Regions from separate parts of the Anas platyrhynchos genome. Here region 2 is linked to region 1. Evidence: chromatin contacts called from public Hi-C data. All regions are on one chromosome and are shown on one strand. The core of a region is the stretch at or near the end of the contact, and the rest is flanking DNA. Distances in the headings are between cores, read along the strand shown. Region 1 holds the start of HYAL4 (hyaluronidase 4). Region 2 overlaps LOC119717008 (a long non-coding RNA gene).

Region 1 (7,719 bases), core at 1,543-4,042:
CTGGTATCCAAAACACAAAGCCAAGCATTAAGACTGATTTTATGGATGTTTCAGTGGGACATTAAATCAATCCATCAAACCAGCTGCCTCTTTGCTAGGGCTAAGCATGAGCCTAATCTCCCAGGCTGGACTACTCCCAGGTGTAATGTCTACAGGTGAGAGACATCTGTGCAGCATGAACCAGAGGAAAAGTAAATGGCATAAGGGCACTTGATCGATTTTCTTCATTTTCCATATTCAGGACTCTAGCTACCTAGTAGACCACCAGACTACAAGTACTCTCACATAGATAAAGACAAAACTCCACTATGGTGGCAAAAGAAGCTGAGATAACAGAGGCCAGGTGGCTCCTGATGAGCCTCACACAGACTTGGGGCCTGTTTTGCTAAACTCTGCTCTCCTCTGTTCATTAGTCTCAATCTTTCCTCATAACAGGTTAAAATTTACTGCAAAATTGCTATCAGTATCTGTATACCAACATGCCATTAGCATGTTAAAATGCTGGATCACAGCTTTTGATGCATTAATTAGCTTATTCCTCACAGGTGCTACGGAAAATACCTTTTCTGCAACAGATTCATACTTTCATTTGTAGCATTGTCAGGGTGCCCTACCCAGGGTTTGAAACACTATAAAATGTCCCATGACAGTTCATGCTGCTCTGGATTCAGCACCTTCGTCAGGATCAGTGAAACATTATACTATAAGGGCTTGAGTCTCAGCTACAGTCAGTCATGAGCATCACTGAGTTCGTCAGGCAGCAGTGAGGTGAGATCCTGCTCCATTTTTATTATTCATTATGCTGCATAGTCCCCTGCATTTACTAACATAACAGAGATACTCTGCAAAATCTCATCCAGGCAAATGGTTAATGGATGCACTGGTCTAATGAGCTCTCATCCCTATGAGGGAACATAGAGGATAACAGTAATGAATCCTCCCTTTCTGTCCTCCCTGAAGCTGTCGGAGTCTCTGGAGCTTTCAGGGTCATCTCTTCCGTCACCAGCCTCCGGGCATCTGTGCAGCCTCCAAGCATATTGCCTCCAAATGCAGATCTGGCACAGGAAGCAAGATTCACTTCTAGCAGCATGCCTTAAGCTGGACAAAACTTGTTCCAGTTCATCAGACTTCTGAGTGCATCAGCTTTAGCTTTGCTGATAAAAAGTCAACAAAAGGATTATTCTGTAAAAATCCAAGGATTTTATTGGATCTCTGTGGGTGTGAAAATTCTTGTTTTATAAACCATGCACATCTTTGATAAGGGTATTTAGTGACTGGCTGGCCTGTTGAGACAGCCTGTTTTAAGACCATCAGGGTTGTGCTGAGTCAATGTCATCTTGTGTAACAATGTTAGCCAGAAAGGAGAAAAGATCATTGTCTTTATTTATCATCTGCGATTTTTCTAATCCCTCAATAAGAATAGTGTAACATCTCTGAAGTAGGATTTTTGTTACAAGATAAATACCAAAGCTTGAAAGTACGTTCCTCAGCTCTAACTGGACTGGGGGAGAAGGATACAGGCTTTGCATAATCTGATGAATGCCTAGTTGTTTCTTTACCATTTAGTCAGTATTTTATTATTATTATTTTTTTTTTCAGCAGTATTCTGTGGTTTAAATATCTGGTTTAAGTAATACCCTGTATATCCGCTCAGATCTGAACCATCTGTTTTGAGCTGGTTTTGCTTGGTCCCAGCTAGAGCTGCATGCTGTCTAATAAAGACATATGGTTTCCACTTTCTTCTCTTTGCTGGGAATTGCTGCCCACTGTGCATTCTCAGGGTCAGCTGGACACCAGCACGGACTGCCTCTGCATTGACTTGGTTTACAGAAAATATAATTAGCAGAAGGGGTAGAAAAGGATATGCTCATCCTGTTTTTTTTTTTTTTTTTTTTTTTTTGTTGTTGTTGTTTTATTTTGTTTTTTTTTTTTGTTGTTGTTATTTGTTTTTTTTTTTTTTTTTGTCACTTCTGACAGATACATTTGAAAGACATACTTAGCAAAAACAAACTTAGCAGAACATTTTAGCGTGTGCTGTCATCCTGGGGTACTAAAAGCAGATTTGAAAAACCTGGCTAAAGGGAAAAATCCTGAGCAGAGCCTGGGCACAGGAATTCCTTTCGGCAAGCTGCAAACAAGTGACTTCAGAGTGCTCCCAGCTGGAGCATGTGTGTGCTTGTGTGATGGCTCAACGCATCGAGTGGAATGAAGTCAGAACTCAGCAATTTACCCTTGCACAGGAATATAAAGTGGTAAATGTTTCCTCTTTAACAATAGAGCAGCTAGAAATATCTTTCCGTGAGAGTCCCCCATGGCGTTTTTTTTCTGCTGCTTGCTGTGCCTTTGCATGTAAAAATCAAGGCAGACAGGGCCTGTGTGGGAAGTCCTCCCTGAATCCTGGGGCAAATCACTCCAGGAACAACCCTGCTGTTGGCACCTCCCCGATCCAGCCTGTGACAGATGCGGGAGCAGGGGGGCAGGACAGTGGCACAGATCTCAAAGGGGCAACTTAACACGCTGCAATTTAAAAGTGAGTGCTGCAATTCAAGAAAAAAATAATTGTAGGGATGTGCTGCCCTCTGGCAGGATTTTTTACAGCTCTGATTCTCTGAGAGCTGCAGGAACGCTGCTCAGCAATGATGCTCTGGCACAGGGATGTCTCTGCTGACAGAGGGGAGCACGCAGGGCACACTTTGAGTTCTTGGTATGGTGTAGGCTTTCAGAGAAGATACTCAGCAAATAAGGCTATTTTTCATTAAAGCTGTATTCAAAAAGGCCCATTAATGTCACCATGCTACTTGTGGATATACGGATAGTGGTTTTGAAAACCTGGGCTTCCTCTGCACTAAATGAACTGCAAGCCTCCAGAGGTGAGATTTCTCTGATGAAATGTTGAGTTCTGCAATGCCTACACTGCACTGCTGTGTCCTGGGAACTGCCTGCATGGTCAGCAGAAGGAGAAGGAGCACCTAGGACATTTCTGATCTCTCTGACGTCACAGTGTCTATCTCCTAAAAGTATCTATTAAAATATCTAGGTTGGCTGTTTGGATGTTAATGTGCTTTATTTACTTTATTTATTTATTTATTTATTTATTTATTTATTTATTTATTTGCAGGTACCTGAGATAAGGTCTTTCTAGTCCTAGCAAATAGCAAATAAATAGGAGCGTGGGGAGGCCCATAAAGCTGTCCCAGGTGCATAGATATATCTGGTTGCTTTTGTTGTTTGAGATAAGGGAAGGATAATACAGATGACTGGTAGGAATACAGTTGTAATTCCCCTTAGTATATGTAGCAGTCTGGCTGCCCACATAAAACCTGTGGTTCTAACCTCCAGTGAGTCACGGTCCCAGGAGAAACGAACAGGTAGGCAAGGACTGAGGAAGAAGAACAACAAGTAGGACTCAAATACAAATCCATGATCATCCCCCAGAGTTGATTATATGGCTACATGGGATTTCTGCAGGCTTTTGAAGGCAAGGGAAGCCTGGGGTTGGAAGGTTCATAAGACCAAGTGGGTGATTTCTGTACTGGTGAGAGAGCAAAGCAGAGGAAGCTGTGGCAGTGCTATCCTCACAGAGAGACACACACCCTTGTTGTACACGGGAACGTCTTTATAAGAGGTCACTTGCTACGTGAGCAAAGGAGAACACAGCTGAAGACTCTATTACTGTTTACCAATCTGGTATTGTACAGATATAACAAATGCTTTAAGCTCTTAGTGGTTTCTATGCCCTTGTGTATAAAACTCAGGCTCACTGATTCAACCAAGTTCAGGTATGCCACTGGTCAGAAGCTGATTTTTTTTGTGGTGGGCAGGTTGATGACCATCTTCATGGTCATCTCTCTCTCTCTCTCTTTCTCACTCTTTCTCTTCTTCCTTCTTACATATAAATATATATATATTTGATCTTCTTCTGGTATCTTTTTCTGCTTAACACACACATAATCAGCAGGGACCTTGTGACTAATGATTCCGCTCATAGCAGTGGTCACAGGCTTTGGCATCAAAGTCCACATTGCACAATGGGTTGCTGTGCAGAGCTACCAGAGCTGGTCTGGAAGGCGCTAGCTCAATGTGAGAGTGCAGCCAGGCTAATAAATAGCTCAGAGCAGGCTTTCATGGATCTGCTTTATTGTTGTCAGGGGTCTGAACTTGTATCCCTTTATGTTACTGTACTATGGGAGTAAAATATGTGTGCTTGTTTAGAGCTATTTGGACTATCTCTGGGTGACACTGTACTAGGCAGGTCAGGGATGTTCACAAAGTATAAAGACAGTGATAAAAGCTAAGGTTTGATTTTATAGTTGCTTTTATTATTACTAAGAGAGCTTGAAGAATAAGGAAACTGCTTCTTTATCAACCTTTTCATCTACAGCAGCCACAGCCATTAAGGAACCCTGGGGCCCTCTGCAGTGATGGCAGCATCCTCCATGATTTCAGTAAGACCTGGACTGATGAGACAAGCTACTGTGGGCTGATACACAGATCTTACTCTGAAAATCTACCACTTTGTTTGGTATAGATCATGCCCACTTTGTTTCTTAGATATGGCTGATGACAGTTCATATAGATGTATATGGAATAAGTATTAATGCCTCCTCTGTTATGTTTTACAGACAAACTGGAAGATCCATGTCATGTTGTCCTTTAAGTCTTGAAAACAGTCCCTGGAAATGGAGTACTACTATTCATCATTCACATTTCAGCCCCTGGCCCGACTGTGCATCTCACTCCTCCAGGCTTCTCCTGCCGTGAAACCAGTCTGACCACCAGTTTTGGAGAGGAAATGTTTTATAGCTGCCTGGAACGCACCGAGAGACCTGTGCTCCCTTCAGGGTAGTGCTGAACCTGAAAATGTTCCGTGTAACTGGGAGCCCATTAACTAAAGCAAGAGGGCAGAACGTGACCATATTTTATTTTAATAAGCTTGGCTATTATCCTCAGTACACATTACAGGAAATCCCTGTTAGTGGCGGCTGATCACAGAACTTCAGTTTGCAAACTCATCTGGAGAAAGGCAGCTGTGACATTAACTATTCCACCCCAGCTAAGGACTTCCATGGATTAGCAGCCATAGACTGGGAATACTGGAGCCCTCAGTGGGACTGCGACTGGGATGCAAAAGATGTTTACAGGAGAAAGGCCAGGAAACTCATTTCTCAAATGGAAGGGATTTTTTTCAGCAGCTGCTGTTGAACATTAAGTCAGATTTTCCTTAAAAAAAAGTGCAAAAGCTTTTATGAAGGAAACAGTTGCATTAGGAATGAAAAGCAGAACAAGGGGCCTGCAGGGATGCTGTTTAACCCTGACTGCCACAATTGCAATTTCTGTGTTAAGAAGTGCTCTGGTTCCTGCCTAAAGAGTGAAGTTTTGGGGAACAATGAACTTCCCTGGCTCTGGGATGGTGCTGCAGCCCTGTATCCTTCCATCAGCATTAAGAAATTGCTTGGAAGCAGTGAAAACATTTTGCACTTTTCTGAATTTATGGTGAATAAATCCATAAGGATTTTCTCCATGACATCCAAAGGTTGTGTTTTGCCTGTATTTGTGTATAGTTGACTAGGTTATGGAGATGAACCTTTATTTTTTTTTCTCTGTCGTAAGCTGTTGCTGGAACAATGTGGGTTGCGTTTATGCTTTAACCGTTCTTACAGATGGTACATTGGGATGGAAAACCTCCAACCAGCTCCAGCTCTGCTGGTTCATGTTAATTGTCCACATGCTTGAAGAGCTCAATGTTCTGAAGAAAAAATGCAGTCTCAAATACCCTTTTTTTAAAAAACAAACAAACAAACACACACAAACAAAAAAAGCTTTATTTCAGCACTGTGCTATACTCAAACATGCATTTGAATGGATTAAAAGGATTTCAGCAATCTGATGTAGTATGTAGGATGCAGTTAATACATTAATCCCCCCGATGTACTTTCTTCTTCTCAGGTATGCAATCACTAACTAATCCCCAGATAGTTGCCCCTTTTATAGAAAGGAAACTGAGGCGGAGATGTTAGCAACTTGCTCAGTGTTACAACTAAGCAATTTACTCAGCTTAGGTATTGAAACCAGGAGTCATGGACACATGGCTCCATCTCAAAAACATGTAATTTATTTCCATGCCTACCTCAGAATAGACAAACAGTGCACCAGAAGCATGGAGTACTTATCACAGCAGCTGCAAACACACAAGCACACAACTGTTTTTAAAACAAATGTCTTAACCTAGCCCTTCTTTACTTGGTTCTGGACATCCTCCTAGAAATTGGATGAAGACAGCAGGTTTCCTGTGATAAAGCAGCATAATCTCTCTCTTCTTGTTAGACACCGGCTGCTCTACCAGCAGGTCTCAAATTCTGTATTTCAGAGTTTAGCAAGTGAGCTGTATTCACTTCTTAAAGGCTGAGTTCGTTCTTTCAGCCCAGGTACAGAATCTGAAGCTGGTAGCTTGTCTGGGAAGAAGAATTAGCTCACCCTCCTAGTAGGTCCCACTACTCCCCTAGCATTGCCATCACCCACTTACTCCAGGTGGAAAGCATATGCCTGTTCTTGCCTGAAGACCTGGCTTTGGGCCTCTTTGTGTCTTGTGGGACAAAGTCCATATCATATGCTGGGGATGGGGGAAGTGGGAGAGGGTCCCACAACATGGGCAGGCCATTGCATATCTGAGTGGGCTTGGGGAAGAGGAGTAAAACATGTTATTTATATAAATTCTGTGGTCATGCACAGTCTGTATTATTGATTTACCACGTGTGACAGCTTAATCAAGTGGCAGACTGGAAACAATGCAGTTCACATATGGACAAAATACAGTGATGACAGAAAATGCTATTTTGTACCTCTGACTGTCCATGCTGTGTTTTCTTTGGGTTTTGCTTTTGAGTTAGGGAGCTTCCTTTCCTATACCTGACCACTTTTTTGACCTAACTCTGAAAGATGTGGATCGATGACGGTGAGGATAACTGAATCTTTCAGCAGGGAGCCTGCTGCAAAGCAGAAGAGTTATTTGCTCATCTCATTCCTAGACAGACTTGAAGGAGGCATAGGCATCTGCTTTGCTGGTTTTATCCAGCTTGCCCTTCCTTAGCTTTGCAAGAAGATAGACGGGCATCAAGAACTGCTGCAGACTGCTGTGTAACCCCCTTGCCATTTTATGCCCAGTTTCCACCTCTTTTCCCCCTTAGGCAGCCAATTCCAGTGAAGATTTTCTACTTTGATTCTTCATGTGATGTGGCCCTCAATCTCCCTTAAATCTATCACGGTATCTAGGGAGTCACTTGCATATCAATGGTCTTTCATCTTCAGTGCTTGTGGCATCGTAATTTACTTGTTGCTGATTCTTAATCACTGGTTAAATTAGGGATAAACATCCATGCAGCTAATACCCTTCTCTTAGAGCCTGCAATTTGAGGGAAAACCGTAGTGAAAGACATCTTTCTGAAACAAACATAGAGCATGAAAACAAACTGAAATTCTTAAGAGTTATCAAGAGCCACATTTTCTCTTTCATTTAATGTTGCACAATGCCAGCATTCACCCTCCTATAGTGTGTGTCTATTTATGGTAACCTTTTCTAGGTTTTTATAAGAAACTGTGAGTTCCTAGGGAAAGCAGCATGAACAATGCATGCCTTTGGAATCACAGCTTTCAAATTGGAGTGGGACTGGAAAATAGCTGATTGACATGGCAGAATGTCTCTCTTCTTCTCTTATCAGCAAA
Region 2 (7,719 bases), core at 3,430-5,929, 49 kb before region 1:
GTGAATAGTTCCACCGTGCAAATCACCGGGTGGATGGTGCAGGGTGGGCGGTGTTGGCGGTGCGGCAGCGGGTCCCTCTGCGCGGTCACACAGGCAGGGAGCAGCAGGGATCCGAGCCCTGAACCCCGCCTGGCACTGCCTTCTGCAGCTGGAGCTGAAATAACGAAAGGTGTTAGCAGGAATTTTGGGCTCCCTGAGGGGTCAGCTGCCGAGGAGACCTCCTGTATGCAGGCAGCGTTGTCAGACGGATTTCTCATCACCCCCACTTCTCCCCACATGACACTAGCGGAGATGGAGGCCGAAGGCCTTTGGAAGCTTCAAGATCCTTGGCACAGCTGCCATGTGCCCCGTCCGGCTTCCAGCTGCCCAGAAGAAATGCTTGTGAGGGCTAGGTGAAGACAAAGGTGAAAAAGAGGTGGCTAGGTGAGCACCTTCCTAGTCTTCTCGGTGTTTTTGAGTGGTGTGTATGGCAGCTTCACCTCCTCTGATCAATTAATTGCCCATCTGGAAGACGCTAAAGCAATTCCCCCGTCATGTTTGACTTTGTTTTAAAGGGAAGAGCCGATGAAGCACAGGAAGAAAGGAGCTAGAAGAACACAGGAAGAAAACGTGTGAACACAAATCTTATGTGAAGCTGTGCTGAGTTCTCTTCCTATCCTCCCAAAAGATTGGGCAGGAACAGATGGCAACCCCTTCTGCTCTGCTTACAGGCCCTGTTCACCATGCTTAAAAGAGCCTGTAGCTGTGTCCGAAAATATAAGGAAGACAGGACATAGTGGAAAATCCCGAGCTTTTAGCATAAAAAGAGTTTAAAATACATGCACAAAGGACTCCTCAGTGTGCAGAGCTCACAGAAGTGGCTTGGGTCTTTGCTATAAAGGAACAGCAAACAGTAGGAACCAGTTCTTTCAAATTATTTTTCAGCAGTCATAGGTACTTCACTTTCATTCCTTTCTTGTGTAAGTATGTGCATATTTTAGTGGAAGGGGAAATATTTTAGCTAAAGAATTGGCAGCATTCCGTTTGTTGAAAACGTATGTGAAGAGATAAAACACATGGAAGCACTTTACAAGGCACTTCTTTTTTCTTTCTTTCCTTCTTTTCACAATTTTACAGCCAGAGCCTGTTTCAAGGAAATTTTGTATGTGTCTTGGTGGTCATAGTGTAATAGCTAAAAATATAATGCACCTTTCACAGGTAAATGCTGGTACTTTCCTCACCTCTCTGACATGTTATGTTCATTGCTTTTCTTTCCTCACTCATTTCTGTTAACTTTTACTGTTTGTTCCTTACTGTGTAGATCCTTCCATTCAGAGTTCTGGGTGATACTTTTTGCTTCACACTGTTCCTCTCAGACCAGCTGGCTGGTAGCTATTCTTAAGGGCCTTTTAACCTTCAGGCTCTATTGTTAGGATTTTGTATGCTTTTTTAATAGGGGTAGACAGGAAAGGGAAGAAAAAAGGGCTATTTTCAGATCTTGTGTTTCATTAATTATGCAAAAGCTGTTTCTGTTTTTGTGTCATGGCAAAGCAGCGAGTCCTGAAGTGAAATGGAAATATCAGTATCTGCTGATGAGTACAAGGTACCCGAAGAAAAATAGATTTTTGCCTTTGGTATTTACAATTGAAGTAATATCAGCAAAGAGCTGCTATTCCTGCATAAAACATCCAGTTTCAACAAAATTCTGCTAAGCAAAGCCACCAACCAGAACTACCTGTCTATATTTTGAAGAAATTGCAGTGTTCTTTCTGACCTCTCTTAGGGAAGATGCTGTCATTTTTTATCCTAAGCTTTCCTCTGCATGTACTGCAGTAAGCAGCTTCGAGCTGTGTTGCCCACTCCTGATGCCAATAAACTTTGTGGGAAACTGCTCTTCATTTGCATTTATTCTATTTAAGATACCAACTCATAAGGCCAAGGAACTGGAGTATATCAAAAGTGACATTCTTATGTCAGTATAAGCACCTGTAATGATTTTAAAGTGTTACATTATAAATATGTATTTAATAAACAGATTTTATTATCCTTGTCAGGCTTACCTTTGACAGAAATTATGTGTCTCTGAAGTTCATCTTTAAATGGGGACCTCTATTTTTCCCAGTAATTTTTTTGCCAGCTGCAAATTGAATTCCATAACTAGGCTGAAGTTACACACTGTGAGTTTCAGAGTTTAAATATTCACCAGATTTCAAAAATAGCATTTTGCAATTGAAAGTGGAGTAAAAAGCTGAGCAAGACTTTCTACTTAAAGTTGATTTTTCTAGAGCTATGAATCAGAGTATATTTCAAAGTTTTTTTGAAGTTCTAAATTTTCTCAGTGCAAGAAGTTAGTTTTCCAAGGAGTTTTTATTTATTTATTTATTTTATGTATTTATTTATTTATTTATTAAATAGCGGCACTGTGTTTCTCAAATCTTGATTTTTGTCCCAATACTGAATTTAAGTCATACAGTGCAGTTGTCTTATTGTCCCATCCATAAGGTGAAGAGACAGCTCATTACACCAAAGAACAACCAGGCTTAAAGGTGAATGTAGATCTCAACGGAAAACATCTCCAGCCTTCTATCTTCGATCTCATCATCAATGGCAAGTGGAGCAGCACGGTACAAGTGCAAACATTGCTGCAGCAACCACAAAAGCATGGCTGGGGGAGATCAAAGTTGTGAACGTATGATTAGTGTCACCACACTGAAGGGGTATGTCAACAGGGCAGCAGAAGAACGGACAAAAGAAAGGACAGGCTCGTTTCCCTCAACACCCTTTCTGGTTGGGCCTGTAGAAAACACCAGTCCATGTACTACAAAACCGCTTGTGGTAACCAAAAAAGAGGAACTCTCATTGTGGTTGGAAATGGTTTTTGAGCTGTGAAGATACAAGTTCTCTTTTTTTTAAGTAAACCGCATTGTTTTTCTCTGCATAGACCTCGTTTAAGGGAATTGGGTATAAATCGTTGCTGAACCAACGATAAATAGCATATTAACTATCTTACTCACAAGCTCACTCACTTCTACTCCCCGTGCACCAAACGTTTAAAAGTTTAGGGACTGCAGCCTTCTGTGGAGGTGACTGAATCATCTGTTAACTTAGAGCTCAGTTCAGATTCAGTCACTGTATTTCCCTTCTCACAGAGATTTTGTATGATCTGTTACAGGCAGGTAATAGGCTGGAATAAAGAGGATCTGGAATCTGTCGTGTTTTTTTTTTTTTTTTCTTCTCTATATTGTATTTATATCCTATAATTTTCAGACACAGAAGGACATGAAGTAGCCACAGATGTTGCAAAGTAGACAATTAATTAGTAAAGCCTCTGCTGACTCCTTATGAATATGGAACTGTAGTGTCAGTGGGAAGAATCCTCTCCCTTTGTGGGCTGGCTGGCAGAAGCGTGTCCTCGCTGCTACAGTGAGCAGACTGAAGCCTGAGAACCAATGCAGCAGGACAATAAGTTCTTTCATTTCTTGCACGAATGCTGTCTTGGGTGCCAGCTAGAACTTTTTCTTTCCCTGTAGTGCCTGTTACTCGTCTTTGTTTGCTGTATCTTCTCTAGCCCTTGTTTTCAACCTCAGACTGTTTACTTGAGAATGAAGGAATGCAATTTGCGCCCTTCTGTTTTGCTCAGCAGAGGATAACATTGATTTTGCTTTGGATGTAGAAATGCATTTTGAATATATTGATGTAAGATACTGATGTGTTTTTTGTTTTGTTTTTAATTTTGAAATCAGTTACAGGACTCCCTTCACGGCTCCTCTACAATTCTTTAAAGGCCTGAAGCGTTGGACTGTATTACTCTCCTTTCCAGGACTGTGTAGAAGACAGACCAAACTGGAACGTGAGGCATCTTCTCTCTCCTCTTAATACTTCTTTATTATGCAAGTATGGTGATCATTGTCTGCAGTAACAGTGGAACAATTCTGTAGCTGCCCTGCAAATTAGAAGAAAATGGTATATTTCCCCAGTCCAGCTATCATCATAGCTCATCTTCAAAATTGTGTACCACAGGGTTTGTTGAAACACTCATTTTATTCTTCTTGCTTGGCTCATACCTTAGTGTGATTCCTGAGTTTTACACCCAGCAATAAACATGAGCGGAGTATATGAGTTGATTTTGATTTACCTGCAGGTATTAAAAGGAACTTTCACTCCTTCCTCCAAGTTTCCTGACAGCTTTTAAATTCAGTGTAATGAAATCTCCCTCCAGCCATTAATCAACCACCATAAAGCTCAAGAACTTCACCTGTTAAAAAAAAAAAAAGAAAAACATCCTTTACTGTGATCTGCTAATACATTGTTACAGCACTTTTCCTTAACAGAAGTCTCTGGCTTTGAGACATCAGCTCTTGTTTGCAGCGACTGCCCCCCACCCTGATCAGCGAGCTTGCGGCCTTGCTGAGCTGAGGGTAGTGCAAGGCAAGTGCATGCGAAATCCACCCTTTTTACTGGCAGAGCTAAGGATGATGATCGTGTCTGCACTCTGAGCTAGCCTGAGATCCGTCATCTGCTCCCAATAGCAGGAGATGAGCAACTCCCAGTGAGCAACTGTCAGATACGTAATGCAGCTCAGCACAATTGCAGCTCGGATCCTGGTGGCTGGCTTAATAACTTCCCTGTAGTTTTTCTTTCTCTCTTCCTCTCTGTCTCCCCTGCGCCCCCATCCAGCACGGAACAGCCTGAAGGAATAGGCACGGACTGCACTTTGGTTCCTGTTGGGGTTGTGCTGGGACTCGCTCGACCAGATCCTTGCTACAGCTCTGGGGCGTGCCACTTGCTCTGCTGCTGCCCTCCCGTAGGGTCAAAGAGCCACATCCCATCAAAGGTCAGCCTTCATCTGGCAGATGTTTTCAGAACCAGGGCTTCGCTGCTGCTTCAAACTGTCTCTGGCATTAGTGCTTCTTCAATTGTCTGTTTCTGTGTGGTTTTGCTAGTTTATATTAAAAATAAAAAAAGGGGGGGGGGGGTAGTCTTCATGCATCAGCATTCCCAAAGGCTTCTTGCTCCACCTCATAAAGCAAGATTGAGAACATGCGTATCTTGATCGGCCTGATTTTTGTCGTCAGGATTATTTATATCTGCTTCAGGCCAACTAGAGCCACTGGCGTGGTGACCTATATTGTTTTTACAGGAAAACGAGAATATGTTTAACAAATACAGAACCCTAACAAACCGATAAGCAAAATGAAATGGAACACATGGCGAACTGTCGTGAGAAGACGGATGAAAACCATCAGATTGTTTTTTAAAACTACATATGCAATTGACTACTGCTTGTGTAGGTGATGCATCAACAAGACAACCTGCAGCCTGTCTAGTTGTTTCACCTCAGAGACAAGTCTAAAAATAAATCTTAATTTTTGAATCCATCCTAGTAAGTAAAGATAATCAAATTTCTATAAGATCTTAGGAATATCTAGAATTTAGCACAGACCGCCAAGTTATTCTAATTGGTATTTTCCTGGCTACCCTATTATTACATTCAATTAAGGACTCTTCCCATGGTATGTTAAGGTGGCACAAATAAATGGTATCAGCGCGTCATGTGGATATCTACCACTTTATTCATGCTTGTCAACAAAGTCACACTCCTCGCAAAGAAGCAGGAGTTTCTAATTTCTTCTATGAGAACTAATTATTTTTATTTTTTTTTCTTTTTGTTAGTATTTAGTTAAAATGCTGCCAGCACAGTAGTGCCTGAAGCCCTACCCTTGTTTGGTGCCTCGGTGCCTTGTAAGTATGTACAAGAACCCAGCAGCTCCTGCCCAGGGAGGAGACATTAAACGTGGAGCAGCACATCCGCATCCTGCCTCTTAAAACCAATCATCATTGCATAAATATTGACTCTGTAGATTACAACCTGAAGTAGAGACATTTATTTAAGTTCCTTTGATCCATTTTCTTTCAATACTTGTTTGCAACAAATAAATATTGGAGGATGTGTGTGTACCACTTTTTTGGGAAGGTACCAGAGTACTTCAAGCCCTCCATGAAATTTGATGAAAAATATGTGTCTCAGCTTCAGACCTACTATTTTCTCAGCTGATAGGATATTTTTGTGCATTTTAAGAGGGCTAGAATTGAGTTTATTTGAACTCATAACTATAGACTTGGTTTTCAGCGTTTGCTGTAACTGCATACATGCAGTGCTGACCAGCTTTGTTCAGTTAGATTTTTTTGGCCTTGAATTTTCTCATATCTATTTAAAAATGAAACCAAATATCTTCATTTAAAATACTTTCACAATAATTTCAATAAGACAAGTAGCTGTTTGAAGACTCAAAACCTACAGCACAGTTATTAAGGCTTTCTGGGAAAATACTTGCTACTGCTGGAGCAGCTCTTTCACAGAGGTCATGGCATGGAGCCAGGGGAGGTTGGTAGATGGCTAGGCAACCAGGAAAAGAACAAGTTTGTCAGCATGTACAGCTGATTACTGTGAGAATAATTTTCCATAAGCATAGCCTGCACAGTGTTTGCTTAAGAGGGGTTTAATTTTTCACTAAAGTCCCTATCAGCTAAGTCGTTTTAAACTGTGGCAGAAAGTCATTTGTTCAAATCAGATGAAAGAAGGAGCAGTATGGCTTTTAATAACATCATGTTGCGGTAGGATGAGGTAGGATATTTCAATATTTATAGGCAGTATGGGATCATTCCCATAATGGTACATTATGACGATTATTTTGGTTAGGGAAATGTTTTGGTTTCTATTAGCTACAGTGATCATTTCTAAAATGTCTCAAAACTAGAAAATGTGAGAAATGTTACCCTTAGCGTGAGAAGATACCGCCTTTAGTCACTGCATTCTCCTGCTTGCAAATGCCATCTCGATTGCCAGCATGTAATCATAAGAAATAAACACATTTTATTTTCTAGGTGCATGGTTACAACTGCAGCATAACTCAGATGGGTCAGTTTTATGGTGCTCTGTCACCCACAATGTCTAACCAGGTATAACTGAACTGCACTTCAAACGTCTGAAGCAGATGTAGGTGCATTCAGCTGCTGCACTGTGTCCGTATTTCTTTCTTTGGCCAACTCCATGTCCAAGGTCAAGACTGAAAGAGAGCATTACACAGATCTCTGTCATATGGAGACTTCCTTTCTGCTGAACTAATCCCTTGTTAGCAGCATGGCTAAGGTATGGTATAAAGCAGATTGACTGGAATAAATGCATGAACACTAAACTTTAAAAGCAAAAGACAAAATCAATTCATATTTACACTGTAAAGTGTTTTTGACAGAATAATAACCCACTCCATTTTTAATCTTGTTCTTGAATATACAGAATGTTTGCCGAAGTCTCTATAATCATGTGTGTTTTACTTCAGAAGTGCTGCAATCCATAACCTACAGCCTGCTTAATTTTGCAACATGAGCTGTCTTTATCCATTATTTATTGTCTTTGAATATGAGGAGGATCAGAACATCAGACAGAAGGAACACGGTGGCTTTGAGGATGAGTCACAGGAGCAAGACGAAATTCAGTAGGAAAAAGTGCCGTGGTTAAGTGTCTCAGCTGAGAACAACTGAGCGTGGTGGGGAGCTGCCATAGCAATGTAGCCTTGGGAAGCTGAATGCAAGTCCTGGGGCTTCAGGGAGAGAGATTCCTGCTAAAGCCAGGAAGCTGTTGGTGCCATTATAATGGCCTAATGCACCTGGAGATATTGTGTATGGAATTAATAATTAAATTGGAAATAATGTGTGTGATTCTGCCTGCCTGTTTTCAAG

What was found. Hi-C and Micro-C count contacts between places; a contact is called where the count stands out from the background.
Region 2: a contact with region 1 is called in a Hi-C map of F1 follicle, with 1.9 times the contacts expected there. The contact joins the enhancer-like site here to the promoter of HYAL4 in region 1. A contact is called at or near these places in 4 of 8 Hi-C or Micro-C datasets (F1 follicle, F5 follicle, small yellow follicle and 1 more).

What each region holds. Positions count from the first base shown.
Region 1 is chr1:23,298,850-23,306,568 of IASCAAS_PekinDuck_T2T, reverse strand. HYAL4 (hyaluronidase 4) reads left to right here and starts at 2,792. Exons shown (of 8, transcript XM_005031695.2): 1 at 2,792-2,870; 2 at 4,780-4,831; 3 at 4,833-5,171; 4 at 5,173-5,306; 5 at 5,309-5,605; 6 at 6,633-6,635. The coding sequence starts at 2,792.
Region 2 is chr1:23,349,976-23,357,694 of IASCAAS_PekinDuck_T2T, reverse strand. LOC119717008 (a long non-coding RNA gene) reads left to right here. Exons shown (of 2, transcript XR_011806814.1): 1 at 1-933; 2 at 3,723-4,093. Among named protein-coding and RNA genes, the nearest start is that of WASL, 4.1 kb to the left of the region's middle. Within about 2 kb of position 4,679, at least 3 of the 8 cell types and tissues checked have an H3K27ac peak or open chromatin away from gene starts, as enhancers often do. A contact at or near this core is called in F1 follicle and subcutaneous adipose tissue, where this site is marked.